Linked DNA regions of Drosophila melanogaster: all the other regions are linked to region 3. Evidence: chromatin contacts called from public Hi-C data. All regions are on one chromosome and are shown on one strand. The core of a region is the stretch at or near the end of the contact, and the rest is flanking DNA. Distances in the headings are between cores, read along the strand shown.

The links. Hi-C and Micro-C count contacts between places; a contact is called where the count stands out from the background.
Region 1: a Hi-C map of the Kc167 cell line shows a contact between it and region 3, with 3 times the contacts expected there. The contact joins the promoter of Eph here to the promoter of Gyf in region 3. A contact is called at or near these places in 25 of 107 Hi-C or Micro-C datasets (the Clone 8 cell line, the Kc167 cell line, the ML-DmBG3-c2 cell line and 8 more) and 1 of 6 datasets of contacts at active chromatin or transcription factors (the Kc167 cell line).
Region 2: a contact with region 3 is called in a Hi-C map of the Kc167 cell line, with 2.7 times the contacts expected there. The contact joins the promoter of Cadps here to the promoter of Gyf in region 3. A contact is called at or near these places in 5 of 107 Hi-C or Micro-C datasets (the Kc167 cell line, brain, cellular blastoderm embryo and 1 more).

Annotation. Positions count from the first base shown.
Region 1 is chr4:608,392-612,318 of dm6, forward strand. Eph (Eph receptor tyrosine kinase) reads left to right here and starts at 2,293. Exons shown (of 14, transcript NM_166776.4): 1 at 2,293-2,505; 2 at 2,894-3,264; 3 at 3,336-3,415. The coding sequence starts at 3,012.
Region 2 is chr4:1,229,158-1,232,762 of dm6, forward strand. Cadps (Calcium-dependent secretion activator) reads left to right here and starts at 1,680. Exons shown (of 23, transcript NM_001031858.2): 1 at 1,680-1,857. Dyrk3 (Dual-specificity tyrosine phosphorylation-regulated kinase 3) reads right to left here and starts at 1,556. Exons shown (of 7, transcript NM_001038725.2): 1 at 1,341-1,556; 2 at 1,149-1,263; 3 at 423-961; 4 at 1-358. The coding sequence starts at 816.
Region 3 is chr4:865,644-869,470 of dm6, forward strand. It overlaps Gyf (Gigyf), which reads right to left and starts at 1,382. Exons shown (of 10, transcript NM_001169357.4): 1 at 1,333-1,382; 2 at 288-651; 3 at 59-229. The coding sequence starts at 623. It also overlaps a transcript of unc-13 not described here and asRNA:CR43425.

The DNA of each region.
Region 1 (3,927 bases), core at 1,043-3,542, 260 kb before region 3:
TTACCTTTATTATAAGTTCTCTCCGCCATTAACATGGCTGCCCTTGACTCACTTAGCATTCTAGAATTCTTCGGAGTTGCTAATTCTTTTCGCACTTAAAATATAACTGTGTTTCGGACACCGACGCTTAAATACTGCCAGTTTATAGAATATCCGCATTATTATATTTCGCATTATTTTGACAAGGCTTAACATTTTTCTTACATATCCTGCATATCTACATTCATAATCCGTTTTGCAAGCATACTTTTCGAATATGGTTCAAACTGGCCAATTGGGGTCTAAACATAATCCTAAAATTGATTTAAAATACACATTTAAAATGAAACGAGTTGCACCTAAATTTTTAGAAAATCGTTGTCATTAGCGCTCAAGAAACTTTTAATATCCCTTCTGGACACTTGCGCTGCATCGATGTATGTATCTGAAAGTTGCATGCTTAATATCAACTGTTTAACTAGAATTGTTCCTGAGATCTCAACGTTCATACGGACGGACATGGCAAGATCGACTCAGCGAATTCAGAACCATCAACAAGAATTTAAATTTAACTTCTGTCTGTTACACTCTCTTCAACAAATTTGAATGTTTGTATTTAAGCCAGGTGGTTTTTATAGCAATTTTGCAGTTTTCTGATTGCGAAAGATATTCTGTTCCGGCAAAATGCATTGAATTTAGTACTTTCTGGTAAATGTAAATGTACTCCATGTTGTTGCACGTTATATATGGACTCACAAGGACTCACTTTTGTGTTGTGGGGATTACTTAATTTGTTGTAAATTGTAGAAGTCCATGATTTTGAAGTGGACAGCAGACAGATGCAATGGTTGCCGTTATCTTATTGTAATTTGCTCGTAGAAAACCATTAATTAAAGTAGTGTTCGTAACGTATAACGTATTTGAATGTTAAAGCTGATAAGGTGCGCTTTCAAATAACATGACGGCGGTATTGGTATTTCAGGTTTACGCCGTGAAACATAGTTGGCATGTCACAAACATAATCTTATACACGATATTATTATTATTATTGAATAAGGTTTGCCATAAGTTGGCACATTGACTTTTAGTTCGCTGCTTTGCATGATACCTTGTCTTAGGGCGTTGGTATCTGGGTATCATATTATATTCTGGGTAGATATTCTCTGTAGACTGCTGTGAGGTTTCTTCGACAGTTTCCGCACTTTTTTTATTTTAGCTTAGTGTGTGCAGAAGTGTAGAAATACGTAGTGGTTCAACTCTCCTGACAATTTAAAAATTTAAATACTTTCGAAAATCTTTTTCTTTATTGACTTTCTTTAAATATATTTTTTACTCCAATGGCATCGCTTGCACACACTTAAAACAGGTATAATTTAGAAAATATATCCCATAAGTTTTATTAGAGAATGCAACTTTTTTCCAGATCTTTATATAAATAGTATCAATAAAACAAGTTTGTCCACCCTCTAAAAATAGTTTTAATCGTTTGTCTACCCTTTAAAAATTGTTTTTATCGTTGGCACAGCCATTAAAATAAATGTTTATTGTTTGTCCGCTCTTAAAAGTAAATAATTTCGTTTGCTCACCTATTAAAACTATATTGGTACATATGTATGTACTTTTTGAAATAGGACGTGAGAAAAAAAAAACTAAAAAACATAAGCAAGCCGGTGGAAAAACAATTCCAGCTTTTAAATTAAAAAAAATATTTATTTATTCTTTTTGGCTTAAAAACCATTTTACTTTAAAACTCCATTGGTTTGCCTACCCTTTAAAAGCTTTATGGACAACGATGCAAACGTTGATGTTTTTAAGCTTTCCAAGTGTTGTCTTTATTTTCATTAATGGTCCGTTTTGGTTTCCTATGGATTCTTTCCCGAACTACCTTTATTAAATGGAAAATTAAATTATCATTAATCATTAGAGCTACTATAACGGCTTTCACAAAAAAAAGTAAGCAATCGAATCGTTTAGTGATCAGTAGATATGCAACGATTACATATACATATGCATATACATATATGAATGTCAGATTATTACGATTATCAAGCAAGATATTAAAAGTATTGGTAACGCCTTTTTTTTAATATTTCGTTTAAATTTTCAGTAGAGAGACAATCACTTTTAATGAATATTATTCTCGTTCTATATTAATTAAAGGCCAAGTGTCAATAATTCGTATAAAACATAAAACAAGAACATCAGTTTATGCTGTTAGCTCATTTTGTACCAATTTCATTATTCCGAATTTGTGGTATTTCGTCGATGCTATTTTAACTTATTTTTTTTAAAGAAAATTTGTTTTCATGGATTTTAATGACGTTATAAAAGTTATCGATACCAGTTGTTTTAACAGAATTGCTGAGTATAAGTGAATTTAAAAAATAAAAAATAAAGAAAAAAGACTGAAAATGATACTCTGGTCTTTACCAAGTATCAATAGAAAATCTACAAGGGATTTTGTGGTCGTAAAAGAACCACTTTAAAATTAAAACGAGACTTCCATAGTAGTAGTCGGCTGTAAAGGTATCAATAAAAGTGGTCCTAAATGACAAAATGTACAAATAAAATAATAAAATCCGTTCAAATATCTTGTGTTCCAAAGCCATAACATCTTGAATTGATAACAGTAATCATCCGTGAAATGTAATGTTTAAATCGAAGCTAGCGTCCCTTAACAAGAATACATACACACTGTCATTTTGTGTAAATATGTATAACATGTATGGTCGTATGTATGTATATAGCAGCGTCGGAAAATGCAGGCTCATATGTGTATACGCTTCCTTGTATATATGGATATGCACATATGCCAGTGAATACCGAACAGGAACAGATCCTTCCAAATTATTTATACATTAATCACATTCATGCTTATACAAAGTGCATTAAAGCTAATCAATTTATTTTTTAGTCTTGGATTTTAAACTGGACCCACAAACACAAATAATGCTATTGACATTGGTAAATCCGCATCAGAGTGCGTACAACCCAAATCAAAAATAAAACTGTTCGAAAACGATCCCAACAAAATGAAAATGGTTGGGTGCCACCCAAATGACAAAAAGGTGAAATATGATGGTATTAAAAGTAAAACTTCTTCCGTAACCATTCTAACTTCCGTACTAAATGATGCTATAAGCGCCCTCAAGTCTGCGTTTTACAAAAATCAAGCTCCAATTAGCGAGCAAAACAGATCTCAAATTGTTTCGAGAATGTCATTATTAAGGACAATACTGCTTATTATAATTTCAATTCACTTTAAATTGGCACATGCAGATCAGGGTACGTACTGCTTAACAATATTAAGACTTAACAGTAAATGATATCTTTTTAATGCTCACGAATATCTGCAGTTGTTCTATTGGATACAACTCGAGAAGCTACATTAGAGTGGACCAGGTATCCATATGGACCTCAAGCCCAAACACCAGGGGTACGCATTATATGTTATTGTTGCTCTTATTTTCAATTTTTATTTAAAAAACAAACGTTTGTTTGTAGTTAAACTTACGTCGACAATAATAAGATAGTAGTAATAAGATATTTATATTCAATTTATTCTATGTCAATTCGATTGTGTACAAATTCTTAAAGATTTTATATAGATTTCTTTATATGTGCTCTTTTTTCTAATTGAAAATCATTTAATTTTGAACGTTTTTAATATGTAAATATGCTTATGCTGCTGCGACTGCCAACGACTTCCAGAACTCTTCGCTTGCCGCTCAAAAGAACCTTTGTCTTCGACTTTTAATTTTCTCAGAAGCAGAATCAAATTCATGTGAAATGAACTTACCACAGTTTTTTAAACGCTGATATAATCATGTGTTTTTATTTGGTATACACAACATTTGGAATAATGTTTACTTTGATCCGAAGCAGATGACTAACATTCTTCAGCTGCCATAGAAACGTTTGGGAAATTTATTTAAAACATTTGAAAAG
Region 2 (3,605 bases), core at 430-2,929, 360 kb after region 3:
CCATAGACTCCTGGGCGCTTCTTAGCGTTGGCGCCAATAAAATATATCTGCGGATAAGTTAGTATTTCTGTTCGCTCGTATGGAGTTAGTTTATTCATATATAAAATCATTACTTGTTGTGGGGAAACTACCAGAACCTTCGGTTTCTCGTGTAATTCACATTTTTGTTGGCCAGACATAATAATTTGTTCGTGAAATAAAAAGGTGTGGTTTTCCATTACAGAAGATTCTTTGACTGAAATTAGCGATTCACATTCGGGTTCCGACTTTGATTTCGAATTTTCCGAAATCGTACGCAAAAACAACCCAGGAACATCTTTTGTCTTTGATGGAGATGTTACATTAGGCAACGATATTGCTATAATTTTTAATTTAATTAAAAGGATCATTTAAATACTTATTAGTGACAAAAAATTTTTTACCTTGAATAGACTCTGAAATTTCGCAGCAATCGAAAATGGGTAAAATTTGAATATCTCCAGGGTAATTGGCAATATTATTTGATGGCTGCGTGGGAAAGTCTTCTTTACTATCATTGAGCATTGCCAATGGTTCAAAGCATCGGGTTAAATATTGTAATCCACTGTCCCGGTATTGATGACGGTTGGCTTTTTCAGTATTATTTTGAGCGATACCAGTATGTGTTAAATTTTGGTTAATCATCTGAATTTGTATCTGAGGTAGTGATGTAGGAGGTGAAAGTGCTTTTGAGAGTTGTGTGTTTTCCAGATGAGTTGTGTTTAAATTATTTTTGTCTGTTGCGGGTGTTTCAGATAATTCGATATGATTGTTTTTTTTTTCTTGAGAACCGACCATAGTGCGCTTGTTTATGGTAGTTATTAAATCCGATTTTATGTAGATTGTTATAAATTAGTTTATTACATTTCGGGTGTTCCCAGGATACAGAATTATTTAATGTGTTTTATAACAACACAGTTTTCATTAAACTAGTTTGCCGCAACTGGAATAAGAAATATTTGGTTTAATAACGATTGTGTGCCTTAATATACATTTTAGTCGGCAATGCACTCTACTTTAAAAAAATATCCTATTATCGTATCAAAATTGATTTTGTTTTTTAACTTTCCGATCTTGGTTTTTTCTAAATACTTTTTATTTGTGTAAATAGTTTGTATATATGTACTTACATCTGCATATACATAACGAACAGTTGAAAGGCACAGCCAAAATAAATAGTAATATATATTGAGGTTATAAACTTCGGCACTTGTGCTTAAATTTATTATTTTTGTATTGCTATACCTTTAATTAATTAAATATAATAATACCTTAATAAGTATATTGTCAACACTTAATTGAGTTTATGTCCATGTACATACATACATATATGTACAAATATTGCACATCGATGAAGACTGTATCAGAACAGTTTGATTAAACATTAACCGAGAGCTATAATATTTGATGTATTGCAATGATTTGTATTGTATACTTTACAAATAGGTAAAACCAGATATTTGTTTATCGTACAATTTCATTTGAATACACAATTTTCAAAGCGACCCGAACAAAGAGAAGAACAGTGTGACCGTGTTAAAACAGTTTTAACATGCCACCTGGCTCACATGTACTCACAATAGCGTTTGAAGCACGTTTTATAACCATAATCAACGGAGTACCATATAAAATGACTTCGGTGGTCCAGAATAAAGTTCTTTAGAACTTGTTTCGCAACTCAAACATAGGAACCACTTAGCATACAACAGCTCTAATATCAAAGTTTGTGACGAAAATTGAATAAATCAATACTTAGTCCACCGGACCGTTTTCGAGCGGAAATCGACTTTATATATAATTTGCAGGGCAATCGTTTGCCCATATAATGCGAGTCAAATCGTAAGAACACGTGTGGTATTGTAACATACATATATAATTCATGGGAATATTTATTCCTGTTTTCCCATTTTACTATTATGATTTTAAAAAGGTCGTATAACATTTTTTTAGTTTAGATCATTCATGCATGGCCCTAAGAAAGCGTTGTTATTCGCTTATAATGATCATTATGTCATTAGGGTTAATTTTTACGAATGGGCGAAAGAGCTGTTGTTTTAGGACAAATACTTTACTTAATATTTATCAAATCATTATTTGTTGTGAATATTTCTATCGATTTGCCAACAAATATGTATAAGTTAAATCAAGGCAAGTCTCTAATGTCCTAGTATCAATGTTTTGTGCTCATTGTTTATAGTGTTTTATGACTCGAATGCTATTTTGTCAAGCATGGCGGGCAGTAAAACAGTCAAATGCAATGCATATAGTCCAGAAACTAACTTTTGACTCAGATTAATTTTTTAAAGATTTAACTGTTTTCTGTTTTAATTTTTATATAAGTAACGAGTTGACTATGGAGTTCCACCACGTTTTTATTTGTCTTGACAGTTTCTATTGATCTGTAAAAAATATTCCATTTCTTTGAACTAAATAAACTAAGGTAGATATAATTTCCAAAACGTTTATCAAATAGTTATTAAGAAATTCATCTTAACCAAAATAAAAAGTATTTTAAGAATCCCTTCAACTACAAAATTTAGGCATAATTTAAATCTAATTGTGTTTCAGACAGTCCTGCTTTACTTAAATTATTGAAAATCAGAAACTTCTGCAAATCATCAACCAAATCGTCGAAAACAGTAGTTGTAACGGGAGTGCTAAGGTTACCACCATCGAAGTTATCGATAGTTCCATCGATTTTTTTTGCTTCTCCAACTTAACTATTCTTCAAACGGAAATCCATTTATTCATATGTGAAAATAGAGAACTGTATAAATAGAAGTAGATAATTTGTGAAATAAACCTGATGTCGCCTTGAAAATACATAAAAAACTTATATTTTTGTCAATAATTATACTATGAATTTCGTTTGTCATTCACATAGTAAATGAATTCAAAGTTTTGTTATCGTGTAACTCGAATTCATATAAATAGTGATAAAGTTTGTTCATAATTTAAAGCTATATTATAAGCACCATACATTACCGAACGACAAGCATAAATCTAATATTTAAGGTATTTGAAGCAATTAACCTTCCCAAAGAAATTGCTCTATTCTTCAACCCTTAAGGGTGGTGGTGAACAAATATATACATATTTCAGATGGTGGTGTGTTACAAATAAAAATAAAAGGTTTTTTTAACTTAGCGAAAATAAGAATTCGTTTGAAAACCCATCAACTATGGTTATTTTTGTTCTAAGTTATAAGGCATACATTCACCTTTTTTTTAAATTCCCCATCAAATAGCGTATTATAAATGTAAACAAACGATTTATAAGTATAATTTCAATAAGTAAAAGAAACAAGCTAAAGTTATCGTTGTTTTAATCAGTACAATAATAACAATGTAATAATGTAATAGTAATATCATACTCATGTTTCCACGCCCAATCTAACGCCCACAAAAATGGTTTGATATTTTTTCATATTTTTATTACTCTTGTAAATTTTTATCGATTTGCCAGATTAAGTATACAGATTCTAGACATAGAATTAGCGCTAGTTTATTGACCAATGTTGCCACGCCCACAAACCGCCGAGAGCTGCCAGTTAAAAAACTCAATGAAAACTGGTGATGTGCATTATA
Region 3 (3,827 bases), core at 132-2,631:
TGGCAGAAAAAATCAACAACTAATCGTACTTCCTTATTTAGTTCGTATTTGCAATTACCTTTGATATAACCGATAAGCTTTCATCATATAGACCGCTTGGGCGTTGGTATATCGGATGATAGGCCGATTTTCCGCGCATCCGTCCCCGGTCAACGGTTCCACCACGTCCAGAGCCTCGGGAGGCACTACCAAATCCACTGGGCGAGCGCTGCAACCAGGCAGGACGAGACTAGTTTCAAAGAAAAGTAAATTATGTTCTAAAACTCATGTCAAATTACTTCACATACGTTATTGCCAAGTGAGTTTTGGTTGATGTCCTCCTCGGAGCTCGGTGTCAGTGCAAGAGGGCACTGAACCTTTTCCACGAAGAGCTTTTTGAACGATGGCAGGATCTGCGGCAGTAGGCAGTTCCGATCGAACAAGGACAGCATTTCCTCGCGTCCGTACCGGTATTCTGGAAATAGATTACGGGAAGCGGATGCCGCCGTGTTGTTTCCCAGGTTGTGCCCTCCAATCGAATTGTTTTGAGCTGCATTACCAACGTTGTAGGTACTGGGAGAGCCCGAAGGCTCGGCTGACATATTGCGCAACCATTCCGGGCCAAATTTCATTGAATCTGTCATTTTTATTTGCCTCTTGTTTAATGTTATGCTGACAATAAGTTCAAAAAAGTTTTTGGTTGATTTATTTGTAAGAAAGGCAATGAAATCAAATTTTCAGTGTTTTTGTTAAACTCCTAATGGCTTTATGATTCTGTGCACAATTGTTTATTTTTCAAACAGTTCAAGTTCTATAAATAAAGCAAACAGCTTCAAGTCTTTTTCAAAGCAAACAGTACAACAAAGGATTTATTTTAAAGCTTAGTTAAGAACTAGTGATAAAAAAAAACTTACCAGAGCTTTACAGAATGGATAGTAAAAGTAAAATAATATAATATAAAAGCAACACAGAAACCTAACCTAAAATATCAAACTGATTGTCACACACGAACGCGAAATACACATGCACCCTCATCACACATTAAAATTAACATGTTTATAGAATTGAAATGTCTGATTCGAGCTTTCATGTTTGAAATATAGAACTAATAGAACTAATATAGATCTAAAAGGTAAAAAAAATTCGTAAGTATCTGGACGCATACAGACACACAGTGATGTATGTACAAATTTTTGATTTGTGTGACTTTATCACACTGGGCGGGTGTGTTTTATTTTAAAGATTGTTTAGTTAATTCTTCTGGTAATCTTAATAAAATCAAGCCACTATAACTGCACATCCTAAAAAAATTTTTTAAATTGAATTTCGTAAAAATATTCAACTTACACGTACCACCGAGATATCTTAAAATACCAACGCCAACATAAGATAGAGCAAGGCCAGCGTGGCCGTCTTGCGATATGTCAAGCTTCCAATTTAATTTAGCACAGGGGTATTCTTGCCACTTTTGCTTCTTATACACTAGCTCCACTACTACTAGTTGACAGATACATCACCCTTGTCTTCACATTGCAACATCAAGCACCGGGATTTAGAGAATGCATAAGTGTCAATCTTTAAATCAACCAATCCGTCTGTCTGTAAGAACGTCTCGCTTTCAGGAACTATAAGAACTAGAACTTAAAGCATGCTGATTCTATAGATATAGACGCAGACGATGTTTCCACGACCACTAACTATGTGTTGATTTTTTTCTTTAAGTTGAGTAACGGGAATTCTTGCTTTAATATTATTATTTAATTATTATCACTGCCAAAGCTAGATTCCTACCTTGTTGTTAGCTTTGTATTGAAACTTAGTCTTTCGGAATTGTTAATAATTTTATATTTAACAAGCAGTCGATTTTCATTTCAAGTTCAAGTTTTTCAGTATTATAACATAACAGTAGAAATAGTAAAGTGTAAGTAAACGATGTATTAGTTTATTTTGAATAAATATATAAATACAAATGTATATATTTAAATATATATATATATATATATATATAGTAGTGGATATATATATTTATATATATATATATAAATTTTAATATGGTTACATTATTTTCATAACCGTTTTCATAACCACGTTTGTCTGGTTTGATCCAAAATGAATACCTGGTTTGTGATTATTTTGGTCTTTTTACATAAGTCATGAAGTGAGGGGTATGTGTCAAAAATTTGCTGCGATGTATACGCACCCCTTTTGTCTTTTGTATAACTGTCTGTTCGTACGTATGAACGCCCAGATATTGGAAACGAAAATCGCCAATGGTGCATGTGATTTGTCTGAAAACGATATGACGCCCATAACGCTGATGCCCATGTTCTGAAGGATTTTCGGATACCTTAATCGTATAACAGCGAAGCTCGAGCGATCTTAATCTTTACCACGTTTCGAGGCAGTGAGTACATCTGAAATTTTGGCACTGTTCCCAGATCGGGCGCTTAACGCATCGCTTATAATGCTTTTAATTTAGCGTAAGGGTCATTTCAAAATGTAAACCAAAAACGCAGACTTCGTAACGAGACCTAAAGTCAGTTGCACCCGTTCTGAGCGTTCCTGCGTGTGGGGGAAAAAATATCATTGCAACAGCAGGATCTCAGCCTGCTCCAAGTTAGGAGTATGAGAAGGAATGGCGAGCAGTAGGCGAGGCTTCTCGTTATCTCGGCAAGGATGAAAACGGCTTCTAAGGCAGTTAAACTTTATACATATAATCTCCTACAGTACGTCGTTAACCAACGTGGAAAGGCCTTCAACACAGTTACAACGACAGGGTGAGTGCATAATATGTAAGCCTGATGTTGGTTCCCATTAAGTGCAAGATAAAGACAAATAAATATATATTAAATTTGAACCTCATAAGTAACAATGGGACGGTTATCCAGATTAGAGTTGATTGAATCCCCATATAATTCTATGGTTTAAGCTAAATTTCTGAACTATTAATTTTGTTAAGAAAATAGTGAAGTTCGGCACGCTGAAGTCGCCATGATACAAAAAAGATAAATATATTAAGAATGGAAGTAGTTATTTAATTTAGCTTTATTGTGCTATAATATTAGATCATGGACTAGAATTATAAGATTACTAGTATGCCTCCAGAAATCGAATGATATGCATATGGTGTAGGTGTTAAAAATATTTAAATAAACATGAATTTTGAATTTTTAAACATTTTTAAACATTTGAACAATAACATGGTGTCCTTGATATTATGGAGTAGTAACGGATTACTGTCTCCTTCACAGTACAGAAAGGAAATCTAATCATGTGTGGGAGCTCCCAAATATATACAGTCGCACCGAAGCGCTCATAGGGTGGTGGGCTAAGACGCGATTTCTACGAAAAATAGCCTCGTAGATATATCAATTTGAGGTCTCTATTCAAACGACACGCCCCACGTAAAATAAATAGTAGGCAAGAATTTTCTATATATATCGTGTAGGTGCCCATAGCTCACGGAAACGAACATTTTCAATGAACGCCGCTACAGGCTGTTTTGCTAGATGATTTTTGAAGGATATTCATCACGTAGGTCGTCCGAAAGAAACGAGGATAATGAGGGAATACCTTCGAGAAGTATGTTCAGTTCTTACTCAGGATAAGCAGGGAAATGAATGGCACATACATTCTGTGATATTTAGTGTATTGAATTTAAATTAAACTCTACGGAATGTTAGATTTTGCTGTTACCGTTAAGTTTTATGACATGAAATTTTGGTCTCGATACTGAGCAGTTTCCTGCTCGGAGGCCTGCACAATTTAATATGAATAACATTTTAACCAAAAAATAAATTTTTTTTTCTTATGTGGTTTTGCGAAATAGAATTTGTTAGTTAAGTTTT